Linked DNA regions of Pan troglodytes: region 1 is linked to region 2. A link is a contact called in public HiChIP or PLAC-seq data. All regions are on one chromosome and are shown on one strand. Each heading gives the region's core, a stretch centred on a gene start, on an enhancer-like site or on the middle of the called end of the contact. The rest is flanking DNA. Distances are from core to core; before and after follow the strand shown.

Region 1 (6,400 bases), core at 1,184-3,683, 210 kb after region 2:
CTGTTGTAGACCCAGTCAGATAAAACAGTTGGAGGTCATCCATGAAGGATGCACAGGAAAGACTAGGGGCAGCAATTGAAGCCAATCAGCCCAGAAGGATTCTGGGTCAGCAGAACAGTGGTCCTGAGTGGGTGATCACTTGCCCACTGGCTCTTGCTGTAGCTTCTGAGGAAGGTAGAACGGAGGGAGGGCCACACAAGTCCCAAATCTTACGTTCTTCCAGGGACCCCCCCCCCCTTCCCACTGGTCCACTCGACCAAGGAAACATGGGAAAAGAGTAGCTGGAAAAGGAGACACACTGGCAGCAAGGGCTCTAACAGCTATCTGCTACAGTTTGAATGAGGACATCCCCTTTGCATGTGCCCCAAATTCCCTGCCCTTTAACTGGCTGAGCCACCATCATCTAGCTAAGCACACCTGTTCCCCACCACTCACACCCAGGTTCAGTCAGGGCAAAAAACAACACATGCCCCAGAAACTGGGGCAGCCAGGCCAGTCTTGACCCCTTCTAGTCTTGAATCACCCTTCCACCAAAATCTGCTTTGGAAATTACTGCCTAGGTCAGACTAAGAAAAACCAGACAAGAAAGGTCTTTTATTTATTTTTTGAGATAGTCTCACTCTGTCACCCAGGCTGGAGTGCTATGGCGTGATCTTAGTCCACTGCAACCTCTGCCTCCCAGGTTCAAGCGATTCTCCTGCCTCAGCCTCCCGAGTAGCTGGAATTACAGGCCCTCGCCACCACACCTGGCTAATTTTTTTGTATTTTTAGTAGAGACGGAGTTTTGCCATGTTGACCAGGCTGTTCTCGAACTCCTGACCTCAGGTGATCTGCCTGCCTCAGCCTCCCAAAGTGCTGGGATTATAGGCATGAGCCCCCACTCCCGGATGGAAAGTCTTTTAGAAAGACCAGAGACTCCAACCCATACCATTAAGAATCGACTGCTCCTTCCTAAGAGAAGTATCTTACACCCACCGACAAAAGCCTCTGGTCATCAGGAGAAAGATTAACTCTCTTCCGCCTCTCCTGGGCTCTGGGGCCGGCCCCCTGTCTGAGAATCACTGGGCAGAAGTGCGTGGAAGGGGGGTAGAATTGGATTCTATTTCAGGAGCGATCCACCCGAACCACAGGGTGAGGCACTCCCGCCAGGTTAGCAGCTCCCACAAATGGGAGTTCTAACTCCAGCCCTGCCCCTCACTAGCTGTGCCACCTACAGTAATTCACCTCATCTCATCTCTCTCCTGGCCCATTTCCTCCTTTGTAAATCGGGAATCCCAGTATCTCCCCCAACCTCAGGAAGCGTTAAGGATTTTCAATTAAGATGTCTTTAAAATGTGTGAGACAAGGCCAAGATTAAAACGCTAACAACTCGTAACCCCTAAACCCTAGAAAACCCTGCAAATAGGCGGCCCTGTAAGACTTCAAGATTTTGGAAAGAGTGGGGACTGGGCCCCACTCCAAAAGCAACGACTGGTGTTTTCGGAGGGACTGATTACAGAGGGTCGAAATGCTTCCAGCATGGCCAGGAAATAGTTTGGTTTATCAAATCCTCGGTACCCAGTGAATCCCCGGAAACTGTAAGCAAACTTGTGATGGTTTCAAGGCTTCGCTCAACTCCTAAAAGGGTAAAAGTGCATTTCACAAGTCCTCTTCCCATTTTCAATGCCTACAAAAATGAGAGCATCTAGGCTCAAACACATCCATTTCTGTATAGAGACAAGACTGGGCCTTAGAGATTAAGCTGCCATCAGACGGAATTCCCCACTCCAGAGGACAAGGCCGCCGCCCACCCGTTCCCGCTCACCAGGCGCTCCCCTAACCGCCCACGAGGCCGGGCGGGAACACTGCGCCTGCGCATGGAGTCAGCGAAGAAAATGATAAAGGGGAAAAAAACCGGCCGGGCCGCGTGCCCGGCCCCCACACGCCAGCCCGCGGCGCCTGCGCACTGGGCCATTCCCCTCACAAGCTACTTCCTCTGCGCTCCCCCACACCCCGCTCCGGACCCTGCGCACGCGCAGGCGCCTGTCCTCGCGCAAACCCCGCCGTTTGCCCAACGGCCGCCCCTCCCCCACACCGTCAACGACGCGATGGCCTGGGCGCGTGCGCAGAGGCCCCCCTCAAAAAATAAAATGCCCTCAAGCTGGGAAATTGTCCCCCAGTTCCCGGCCTTCCCAGCGCCTAGGGCCCTGGCCTCACCCCGCCGCCGCCGCCGCCCGCCGCCCCGGCTCCTCCACCGCCACCGCCGCCGCCTCCGTGCTGGTCGCCGGCGTTGTCAGTCTTGAGCCGCTTAGGGGCCCGGCCGCCCTCACTGCCGCCGCCGTAGTAACGGCCACCGCCGCCTCCGCCGCCCGCCGCCGCCATCTTCACCATCGCTCCCGAACGCCTCCGCTGCTCGTCCGGCTGCTGCCTCTGCTCCAGCCGCCGACGCCGCTTCTCCGCCCGGGGCAGCAGCCTCCGCGACATGGCGGCGCAGAACCCGCCTCCCCCCGCCTCTCATTGGGGGAGGGACACGCCCGTCACCCGCCGCCCCCACCCGATAGGGGGAGCCACTGGTCCCCACACGCCTTGCGCGCTTATTGGACATTGCCCACGCCGTTCTGCAGGAGGGCCCGCCCTTGTTTGTCTGAGACACTCCTTATAGGTGGTCGCTTTCTGCCAGTCATTCCGTCGACCCCGCCGCCTTAAAATAAAATCCAATTTGATAGGTCGGATTTCTGGCGCTGCTGGCCTCCCTAAAAGCACCTGATAGGAACGGCGCTCTAAACCTCCCAAAAATCCCCGCCTCCCTCCCACTTTCATTGGTCTCCTCGCTAATCCGTCAGCACCAGTCACAATGACTACCTTCCCGCGCCATTTCGCAAGGAGACAAGGAAGTCCCGCCCTTTTTTGGTCTCTCTCCAGTGGTTACTACAGATGCCCATTCTTCTGCGTCTCCACTGATTGGTCAATGGAGAGTGGAGCGCACCCTCTCACCAGATGGTAGGACTATTGATACGCTCTGATTGGATGAAATGGGGAGCCCTACCCCAGGGTAGGCGCTCTTTGGTGCAGTATACGAAACGAGCGAAGGCGAGAACGCATGCGCAAATACGCTTTCAGGCGCCGCCCAGAGGCGGGGCCCCCTCTCAAGAGAGTGACAGCCTGGAATACCCGGAGTATTTATGGAGCGACCGCTGTGTGTGCGCCGGAAGGCTAGACCAAGATTGACAGGAACTCCCAGGGTATCTCTGTCGCCATCACTATACCGTGTTCATTTCTATCTCTAGGAGGAATTCTTAAAATCCCAAATCTGAGCCTTTTCCTCAGTAGAAAACCACTCGCTGCTGCCGACTGTCTTCGGACCCTGTCCAGTTCTAAATTCAGCCGCAACCCTTTCAGTTTCCCTTGGGAGAAGGCTCTTCCGCGCACTCTCCATCTGTGCCCGTGCAGTCCCTTCCACCTGCAATAGTCCACTACCCCTCCTGCAGGAGCTAAGGGCCAAGTCATCTTGTCCGTGCGATCTAAATTCACAGGTCCCTGCCATCCCAGACCCCCAGGATTCCCTTCAAAGCCATAACTCGGGCCAGTGGTTTTCACCTGACAGCTCGACCCCTATGAGCACCACAGGAGGTCCTAGCCCCGACCCTGGAGAGGCCACCTACCAAGCGCCCAGTACAGCACCTGGCACAGTGCAAGCCCCCTGCACAGGGGAGGCGTTCTTGTGATCTGTGCTTGCGTCGGGCCTTTCTTCCTCAACGGCGGGGTAAGACCACCCGCACTGCACCAAGAGAATGTCGGAGGGTATCTCCAGACTCCAGCGAAGCCCAACTGGCGGAGCCTGGGGGGTGGAGAGGAGCGCGCCCCAGTTATCACGCGCAGCCAGCGGGGTCAAACGGGGATTAACCTGGGATCCCGTCCTACGGCATTTAACATTATGGGGCTGCCCGCGCAGGGTGTGGGGGGGAACACCTTAGCGAAGCTATTGGCAAGTGACGATATCGCCAAAGGGGGGAAAAGAAATAAAAGCGAAGCTAGCGTCGTGAGAAACGCGGCGGACGCCCCAAAAGTGCTCCAGGACCTTTCTGCCCGGCTGATGGGGGATTTCGAGTTGAGGTCCGGGTGGAAACTAAGTTTGAAATGGAGGCCGTGTGTGGTGGCTCACACCTGTAATCCCAGCACCTGGGGAGGCCAAGGCGGAAGGCTCGCTTGAGCCCCGGATTTCGAGGTTGCAGTGAGCCGTGATCGCGCCCCTGCACTCCAGCCTGGGCGACGGAGCGAGACCCTATCAGAAAAAATGGGGTCTATGGCAATACAAGAGGGGGACAGGCCTGGTGGCTCTGCCGGTGAGGGGAAATAAAGTTAGGGGAGGGGGCCTTGCTGGGGACCTCGGTCAGCTCCCCCGGACACCAGGAAGATCCGACCACGCCAACTGAACAGAGACGGGGGCGGGGCCGCGTCTGAAGCACGTGACCCGCGTGACGGGAGGAGGCGGGGCCGGTCGCGACGAAGGGCGGGGTCGCTCCGTCCCAACGTCAGAGGAATGCGGTGGGGGGAGGGGGAGAGAGAGGGCCCCTCCCCTCCCCGCCCCCGCGCCCGGCCCGGACGCCCCTCGCGCCGGCGCGCACGGCCGGAGCGCGGCGGAACGGTCTACCCGGCGCCGCACGTTCTAGGCCGCCGGCCCGGCCTGGTGACCCGCACCCCCCCGCGCTCCCGGCCACCGCCCCGCCCCCACCCCGCTGCTCGGACCCTGGCCCCCGGCCGCGCGCGGCGCCGCCCGCCGGTGCCCCAGTCACCCTCCCGCACCCCTCGCCCCCAGCCCCTACCAGCTCGGCGGCGAGCCTGACCGGCCGTCCCGGATCGAAAAGAGCAGACACTGGGAAGTTTTGGGAGAGGGAGGGGCGGGCCTTAAAGGGACCACGACCTTTTTTCAGCCCCGTGGGGGGAAGAAAAATTGGGGGCAGGGGGCGCGGGAGCGGGGACACGGCAGGAGACCGAGGGTCGCCCCGCGGGGGAATGGAGGAAACCAGGCGAGAAAGGAGCGGGAAGACCTTGGAGCCGCGGTGTTCGGGCTCCGCGTCCCTTTTCCCCAAAAATCCACCCCCGCCCCCCGCAGACGGAAAGTCAAGCAGTTGTTTGAGACTCGTGCATCTTGCCTCCTGGTCAGGCAAGTGTTGTCTTGGCTGAGGCAAGTGTTTGGGGTGTACATTGCTCACATAAGGAAATGGGCTGGAGGGACGCAAGTGACTAACCCAGGATGCCACAGCTTGCAAGTGGCATGGCGGGGCTGGTCTGACGCCGGAGCAGACGCATCACCACGGCACTGCAGGGCTTATTAGGGTGATGGGGTAGGCTGTAGAGATGGGGGGTTCAGAGCAGGGGACTGGAGCCACCCTACCGGGGTTCCAACGTAGAAGCTGCATTTACTGTCTCTGGCCTTAGGAAAGTAACTTAGCCTTCCTCATCCGTTAGGGGGATGGCAGTAGGAGCTTCGTCTGGGTGGTCATGAGGAATGCAGAGAATGGAAACGGGACCTTAGAGGCCTACCCCCATTTCACAGTTGAAGTAAAACTGGCCCAGAGAGTGGAAGAACCGCGAAAAATTACCACAGCTCGGCAGCCTCTGAAAGAGCAGGTCGCTCCCGTTCTTAATCCACACAAAGCTTAATCGGACCCTTGCAGATCCTTGTAAACCCATGCCAGCCGGGCACGGTGGCTTCCCCTGTAATCCCAGCACTTTGGGAGGCCGAGGTGGGCAGATTGTTTAAGTCCAGGAGCTCGTGACCAGCCTGGGCAACATGGTGAAACCTTCTCTCTACATAAAATACAAAAAAATTAGCTGGGCATGGTGGCGTGCAACTGTAGTCCCAGCTACTGAGGAGGCTGAGGCGGAAGGATCACTTGAGCCCAAGAGGTGGAGGCTGACAAAGCGAGACCCTGTCTCAAAAACAAACAACACCCCAGAAAAATATGGCTGGGCGCCGTGGCTCACGCCTGTAATCGTAGCACTTTGGGAGGCCGAGGCAGGAGAATCGCTTGAGGTCAGGGGTTCGAGACCAGCCTGGCTAACATGGCGAAACCCGGTCTCTACTTAAAATACAAAAATTAGGCTGGCGTGGTGGCAGGCGCCTGTAATCCCAGCTACTCAGAATGCTGAGGCAGGAGAATTGCTTGAACCCGGGAGGTGAAGTTTGCAGTGAGCCGAGATTGTGCCACTGCACTCCAACCTGGGCAACAGAGTGAGACTCTGTCTCAAAAAACTAAAATAAATAAAATAGGCCGGGCACGGTGGCTCACGCCTGTAATACTAGCACTTTGGGAGGCTGAGGTGGCTGGATCACGAGGTCAGGAGATCGAGACCATCCTGGCTAACACGGTGAAACCCCGTCTCTGCTAAAAATTAAAAAAAAAATTAAAAAAAAAAT
Region 2 (5,826 bases), core at 664-3,163:
ATTTTAGACGGAGTCTTGCTCTGTCGCCCAGGCTGGAGTACAGTGGCGCGATCTCGGCTCACTGCAGCCTCTGCCTCCCGAGTTCCAGTGATTCCCCTACCTCAGCCTCCTGGGTAGCTGGGATTACAGGTGCATGCCACCACGCCCGGCTAATTTTTGTATTTTTAGTAGAGACGGGGTTTCACCATGTTGGCCAGGCTGGCCTCTAACTCCTGACCTCGTGATCTGCCTGCCTCGGCCTCCCAAAGTGCTGGGATTACAGGCATGAGCCACTGCGCCCAGCCATTTATTTTTAATGTAAACATTTTTTTGTAGAGATGAGATCTTGTTATGTTACCCAGTCTGGCCTCAAACTCTTGGGCTCAAGCACTCTTCCAGCCTTGACTCCCCAGAGTGCTGGGATTGCAAGAGTAAGCCACCAGTGCCTGGCTGAATATTTAAATTTAAGATACTTCCTGATGCAGTGGCTCGCACCTTTGTTTAAATGTCTGCCTTCTCCATGAAGCCTACCTGAGTAGTTTATTTGCATTCCAGCCCATGCTTGATTTTTCTCCAAATACTCAACACCTTGGAATATACAATACTACCTATTTTTTACTTTTATGTATATTTTTGAGACAGGATTTCGCTTCTGGAGTGCATTGGTGTGATCACAGCTCACTGCAGACTGGAACTCCTGGGCTCAAGTGATGTCCCTTCCTCAGCCTCCTGAGTAGCTGGGACTACAGGTGCACACAGCCATGCCCAGTGAATTTTTACATTTCTTGTAGAGACAGGTTCTTGTTATGTTGCCTAGGCTGGCCTTGAACTCTTGGGCTCAAGCCATCCTCCCGCCTCAGCCTCCCAAAGTGCTGGGATTACAGGTGTGAGCCACTGTGCCTGTCCACATATTTTTTAAAATTTTGAGTGTTGAGGCCAGGCGCAGTGGCTCATGCCTGTAAGCCCAGCACTTTGGGAGGCTGAGGTGGGCGGATCACCTGAGGTCGGGAGTTTGAGACCAGCCTGACCAACATGGAGAAACCCCGTCTCTACTAAAAATACAAAATTAGCCAGGAGTGGTGGCACATGCCTGTGATCCCAGCTACTCGGGAGGCTGAGGCAGGAGAATAGCTTGAACCTGGGAGGCGGAGGTTGCAGTGAGCCCAGATCACGCCATTGCACTCCAGCCTGGGCAACGAGAGCGAAACTCCGTCTCAAAAAAAAAAAATTTGTGTGTTGGTTGGGTGCGGTGGCTCACGCCTGTAATTCCAGCACTTTGGGAGGCTGAGGCGGGAGGATCGCTTGAGCTCAAGAGTTCAAGACCAGCCTGGCCAACATGGTGAAACCCCGTCTCTACTAAAAAAATACAAAAATTAGCCGGGTGTGGTGGAGCATGCCTGTGTTCCCAGCTACTCGGGAGGCTGAGGCAGGAGAATTGCTTGAATCCGGGAGGCGGAGGTTGCAGTGAGCCGAGATCGCGCCACTGCACTCCAGCCTGGGAGACACAGCGAGACTCCGTCTCAAAAAATAATAAAAATAAAAGTAGATTTGTGTGTATGTGGCTTCCTTTACTAGAAGGTAGTTTCATGAAAGTTGGGATTTTTTTCTGTTTTTAGTGCCTGCGTAAAACATAGTCTGGCACAGAGTAGGTGTTCAATAAATATTTGTTGAATTTGTGTCGCTGAATGGGAACCCGGTGCAGTGCATTCCAAGCCTGAGCTGGTTCAGGTCCGATGGCGGGGCCTGCCCTTATGAATCATTCATGATCTGGCCCCGCCCATACGCGAACGACGCGCGCGTTCACGCGGGAGAGGGGGCGCGGCTCGCCCCCGGGCTGAGTCGGGCGGCAAGGAAGCGGGACTCTGCGCAGGCGCCAAGCTCCCGAGCGCGGCCTTGGTGCCTTTTCTGGTTTGGCAGGCGCGCGCGCGCGGGAGGGCGGCAACCTCGGCGCTGTGCGCAGGCGCGGCGGGCAGTGCGCAGGCGCGGGCGGAGGGCGGGCTGAAGCAGCTGAAGCGGCGGTAGCGGCGGCGGCTCGGGCAGAGGGGCGGGAGCTGAGGCGGGAGCGAACAGGCTGGTGGGCGAGCGAGAGGCGGCGGAATGGTGGACTACCACGCGGCGAACCAGTCGTACCAGTACGGCCCCAGCAGCGCGGGCAATGGCGCTGGCGGCGGGGGCAGCATGGGCGACTACATGGCCCAGGAGGACGACTGGGACCGGGACCTGCTGCTGGACCCGGCCTGGGAGAAGCAGCAGCGCAAGGTACGCGGCCCGCGGGCCGGACGGGCTGGAGGGGCTTTTCTGAGGGTGCCCGGGGAGGGGTGGGAGGTCCTGAAAGGTAACTGGAGCGTCTGTGATGGGAACGGGGGGGTCCCGAGAAGGAATTGGCGGGTCCGGGAAGGGAATTGGAGTCCTGAGGAGGAATCGCCGAGCTAGAGGAAGGAATTGGGAATCTGAAAAGAGAATTGGCGGCTGGGTGGGGAATATGGGAGTCAAATAAAAGGAATCGGGAAGGCTGATGAAGGATTTGGAGGGTCTGGGCGTGCCATTAGGGGAAACCGAGGAGATGACTGGGCAGGCTGAAATGGAACTGGGATCCGAGGCGGGCTTGAAGGGTCGGAGCATGGGTTGGGGGTGCTGGGAGGAGAATCAGGGGAGGCTGGGAAGGGAATTTCTGGGTCTGGGAAGTGTGAGGAGGAGCTTGAGTGTGGAGGGGTTGGTTATTTGGAGAGCAGAAAGATCTGAAGGAGACTGGAATTGGGGGAGCCTCAGGTTGGGGGAGTTCTAAAGGGGATGAAGCATCAAGTGTGAGGATGGAGTGGAGATTGTGGGGTCTGAAGACGGGTGGGAAGACTAGGGAGGCTGGGAAGATGAAAACAGGGGCTAAGGGTAGAATTGAGCATGAAAAGACATGGGCTTAGGGTGTGAGGAGGGTAGAGGTGCCAGGACTGGGGGTCTGAGGAGGGTGGGGTGCGGAAGGAAGAAGTTAAGGGGCCCGTGAATCAGACGTTTTTGAAGGGGGTGAGATTTATTTGTGGTGCCCTGTTCCAAAGGGGAGAAGATTAAGAGATAGGAGGAATAATAAGAGGAATTGATGAGGGATGGAGAAGCCGGAGTAGAGGGGATACGGAGAGTGGGGATAATTTGGGGAGGGGTTTCTAAAGAATTGATGGGAAGCTGAAAAGCTAAAGCGTTGGAGAGAATGAGGAAGTGTAGAGGGAGAAGGTGAGATCGGTGGGAGGGAGGGTGAGCTGGAATGGTGGATAATGGGAGGGAGGTTCGTTTAGGAAAATGAAAGTCTCATTAGAAAGGGAATGCGTAATGGATAGACTGAGAAAGGAATTTGAGGAGGGGGTGCTGGCTCCTGGAGGTGCAGTCCCGGGACTGGAGAACGTGTGTGTGTGTCGTGCAGGCAGAATGAGTTTGGGGAGGAAGCGTTGAGAGTGTCCAGGAAGAATTGTGTCTTTTTTGGAGAGACCGGAGGTAGGTGAAGGGATCCTGAAGCAGAGACTGTGTTCAGGTGGCACTGTTTTTTTGGGGGGCGGGGGGGGGCAACTTGGTAGGGCCCCACAGCAGTGAAAAGGTGATGAGAAGTGGAGTGGGATCCCGAGCGAGGTGTCAGTGTCTGTTGGAGGGGGGGGATAAATCCAGTGTGGTTGAGGGGGGAGCTCTGAGTGTGTGCAGGAAGAGCTAAAGAAAGGAGCGTGGTGAGTGGGTGTGTGTGGGGGGAAGGGGTTGTTCAGAAGTTTTGTGCGTGAAATGGGTGGGAGGTACTTGAAGTTGGAAGCATTTCGTGGGATCTGGAGATCTGGATTTTCTTTCCAGATTTGTTACTGATTCGCTCTGTGGCCTTGGACAAGACCCTTGAACTCTCCGGGCAGTTTTGTTATCTGCAAAATGCAAAGGGATCCGAGGGGTCCTTGCGGTGATTCTGTTAATAAAGAGGGATGTGTGTAGAGTTGGGACTTTGGACAGGGCTCTGAAGGTTTGGGAGAGTGGGTTTGGTGGAGATTTTTCAGGAACAGACTACAGGGCTTTGAGTGGTGACCTGGCAGAGTGGGGAGTGACTGGAAGCCTCTCGAGGGCGTGAGTTGGTGGCCAGGAGCTTGGCACAGGCAGCCTAGCCCAGGCTGGAGGGGAAAGGGTGGGAAGGGTGGAAGGAGCAGCTGTTCCAAGGCAGCCTGAGGTGGGGCCGCGCATAACCTTGGGTCCATTACCAGCGTTGCTTGAATTTCCTCATCAGTAGTAACTGAGGGGCATGGCAGTGGCTTGGTGGGAGGGGTGTCCTTATCCGTGGCCCCACCTACTGCAGGATGGACAGGTTGCGATAGTTGGCATAAATTCACTTTTTGAGGGGAAGGTGAGATCTGTTCTGGAGTCTCAACAATAATTTATTGCCTGAGGCAGTGCCAGGTTGGAAAAGGTTGCCAAGAGACCTGGAAAGTTGGGAGGGAGCAGGGGCCACAGTGGTGGTTTTGAGAATGTCTAGGCTTTGTCTTCTGCAGCTGAAGGTGCTGGAGAAAATAAACCCCTCCCCCTTTTTTCTCAGGTGATAGGGGTGGGGGACCTTCCTTTTCTCTCCCTTCCTGTCTTCTGCCACTCCCCAAGTGACTACTTTTGCGAGCCGGGTTTCACTCCCTCCCGAGAGTTAGGGTGTGGGCTTTGTTCGTGGTTATACTGTCCCTTGCCTACAGGGTGAGGCTGGGGCACCATTCAGGCCCTGGGTGGAAACCAGGACTCCCCAGAACCTCCAGGTCTTGCTGCCATGTGTCATTCTCTTACCTCCCAGCTCCCTTCCTCTGGGGCCGGGCAGGTTTGAGGGGAAAGGGTGGCTCACAGAGTCCGCTAATACCATCTGCTTTCCTGTCTCAGCCCTAGTACCTCCTGCTTTACACCTCCTCCAGCAAATATTTACCCTTAGCTGCTCTGTGGGGGAAACTACTGCTTCACCTCTGTGCCCTTTCCTGTTATGGGGTAGGGATTCTTTATGAAATGGGGGAAGGAGTAATGGAAAGGAATACACCAATCTGTGTGGCTCTCTACCTTCCTACTAAGAAACATCCCCGCACTCCCAGGCTGGCTGGGTTGTTTGTTTGTTTGTTTGTTTGTTTGTTTTTGGAGACGGAGTTTTGCTCTTGTTGCCCGGGCATGATCTTGGCTCACCGCAACCTCCGTCTCCCGGGTTCAAGCGATTCTCCTGCCTCAGCCTCCCGAGTAGCTGGGAATACAGGCATGCGCCACCACGCCTGGCTTTTTGTATTTTTAGTAGAGACGGGGTTTCTCCATGTTGGTCGGGCTGGTCTCAAACTCCCGACCCCAGGAGATCCGCCCGCCTCGGTCTCCCAAAGTGCTGGGATTACAGGAGTGAGCCACTGCACCCAGACTGGCTGGGTTTTTTCTACATTGCAGTGTTGCTTTAGTGAATGACAGATTGCCCTTCTTGCCTCTCCAAGGCTGAGCCACTGGGCACGGGAAGAATGACAGTCCTGGGGGTTCTGTACATGCATACTCCAAAAAAATATGCATCCAGAACAGCTGTAGGCCCTCAAAGTGGGTAGAATTGAATTCTTCTAGGAATTAAGCAAGAGTTGGCCCAAATCAGAGGGGACATGTGTCTCACTTCTGCTTGGAAGCCCTTTGCTCTGACTTCTAGGGACCCCTGTAACCCGTAAGTAGGTTATGCAACGGTTTTTACATGAGAGGGCCATGAGTGTTCTCCTGGCGGGATGGAGAAGCATTGTTCTGGTCTTTGAGCAAATTCTTGAGCAATTACAGTTCTGGGCCACAGTTCCCTCTCCCAATTTCTAAAAGTGGCCTGGGTAACCTCATCACCCTCTGTTGTCCTGGAAG

Evidence for each region. HiChIP or PLAC-seq counts read pairs in DNA pulled down with a chosen protein or histone mark.
Region 1: an H3K4me3 HiChIP or PLAC-seq map of stem cell-derived excitatory neurons shows a contact between it and region 2, with 3 times the contacts expected there. The contact joins the promoter of HNRNPL here to the promoter of ACTN4 in region 2. A contact is called at or near these places in 1 of 7 Hi-C or Micro-C datasets (stem cell-derived neural progenitor cells) and 1 of 1 datasets of contacts at active chromatin or transcription factors (stem cell-derived excitatory neurons).

The regions. Positions count from the first base shown.
Region 1 is chr20:41,988,164-41,994,563 of NHGRI_mPanTro3-v2.0_pri, forward strand. It overlaps HNRNPL (heterogeneous nuclear ribonucleoprotein L), which reads right to left and starts at 2,434. Exons shown (of 13, transcript NM_001280153.1): 1 at 2,197-2,434. The coding sequence starts at 2,370.
Region 2 is chr20:41,774,177-41,780,002 of NHGRI_mPanTro3-v2.0_pri, forward strand. ACTN4 (actinin alpha 4) reads left to right here and starts at 1,914. Exons shown (of 21, transcript XM_003954372.6): 1 at 1,914-2,238. The coding sequence starts at 2,077.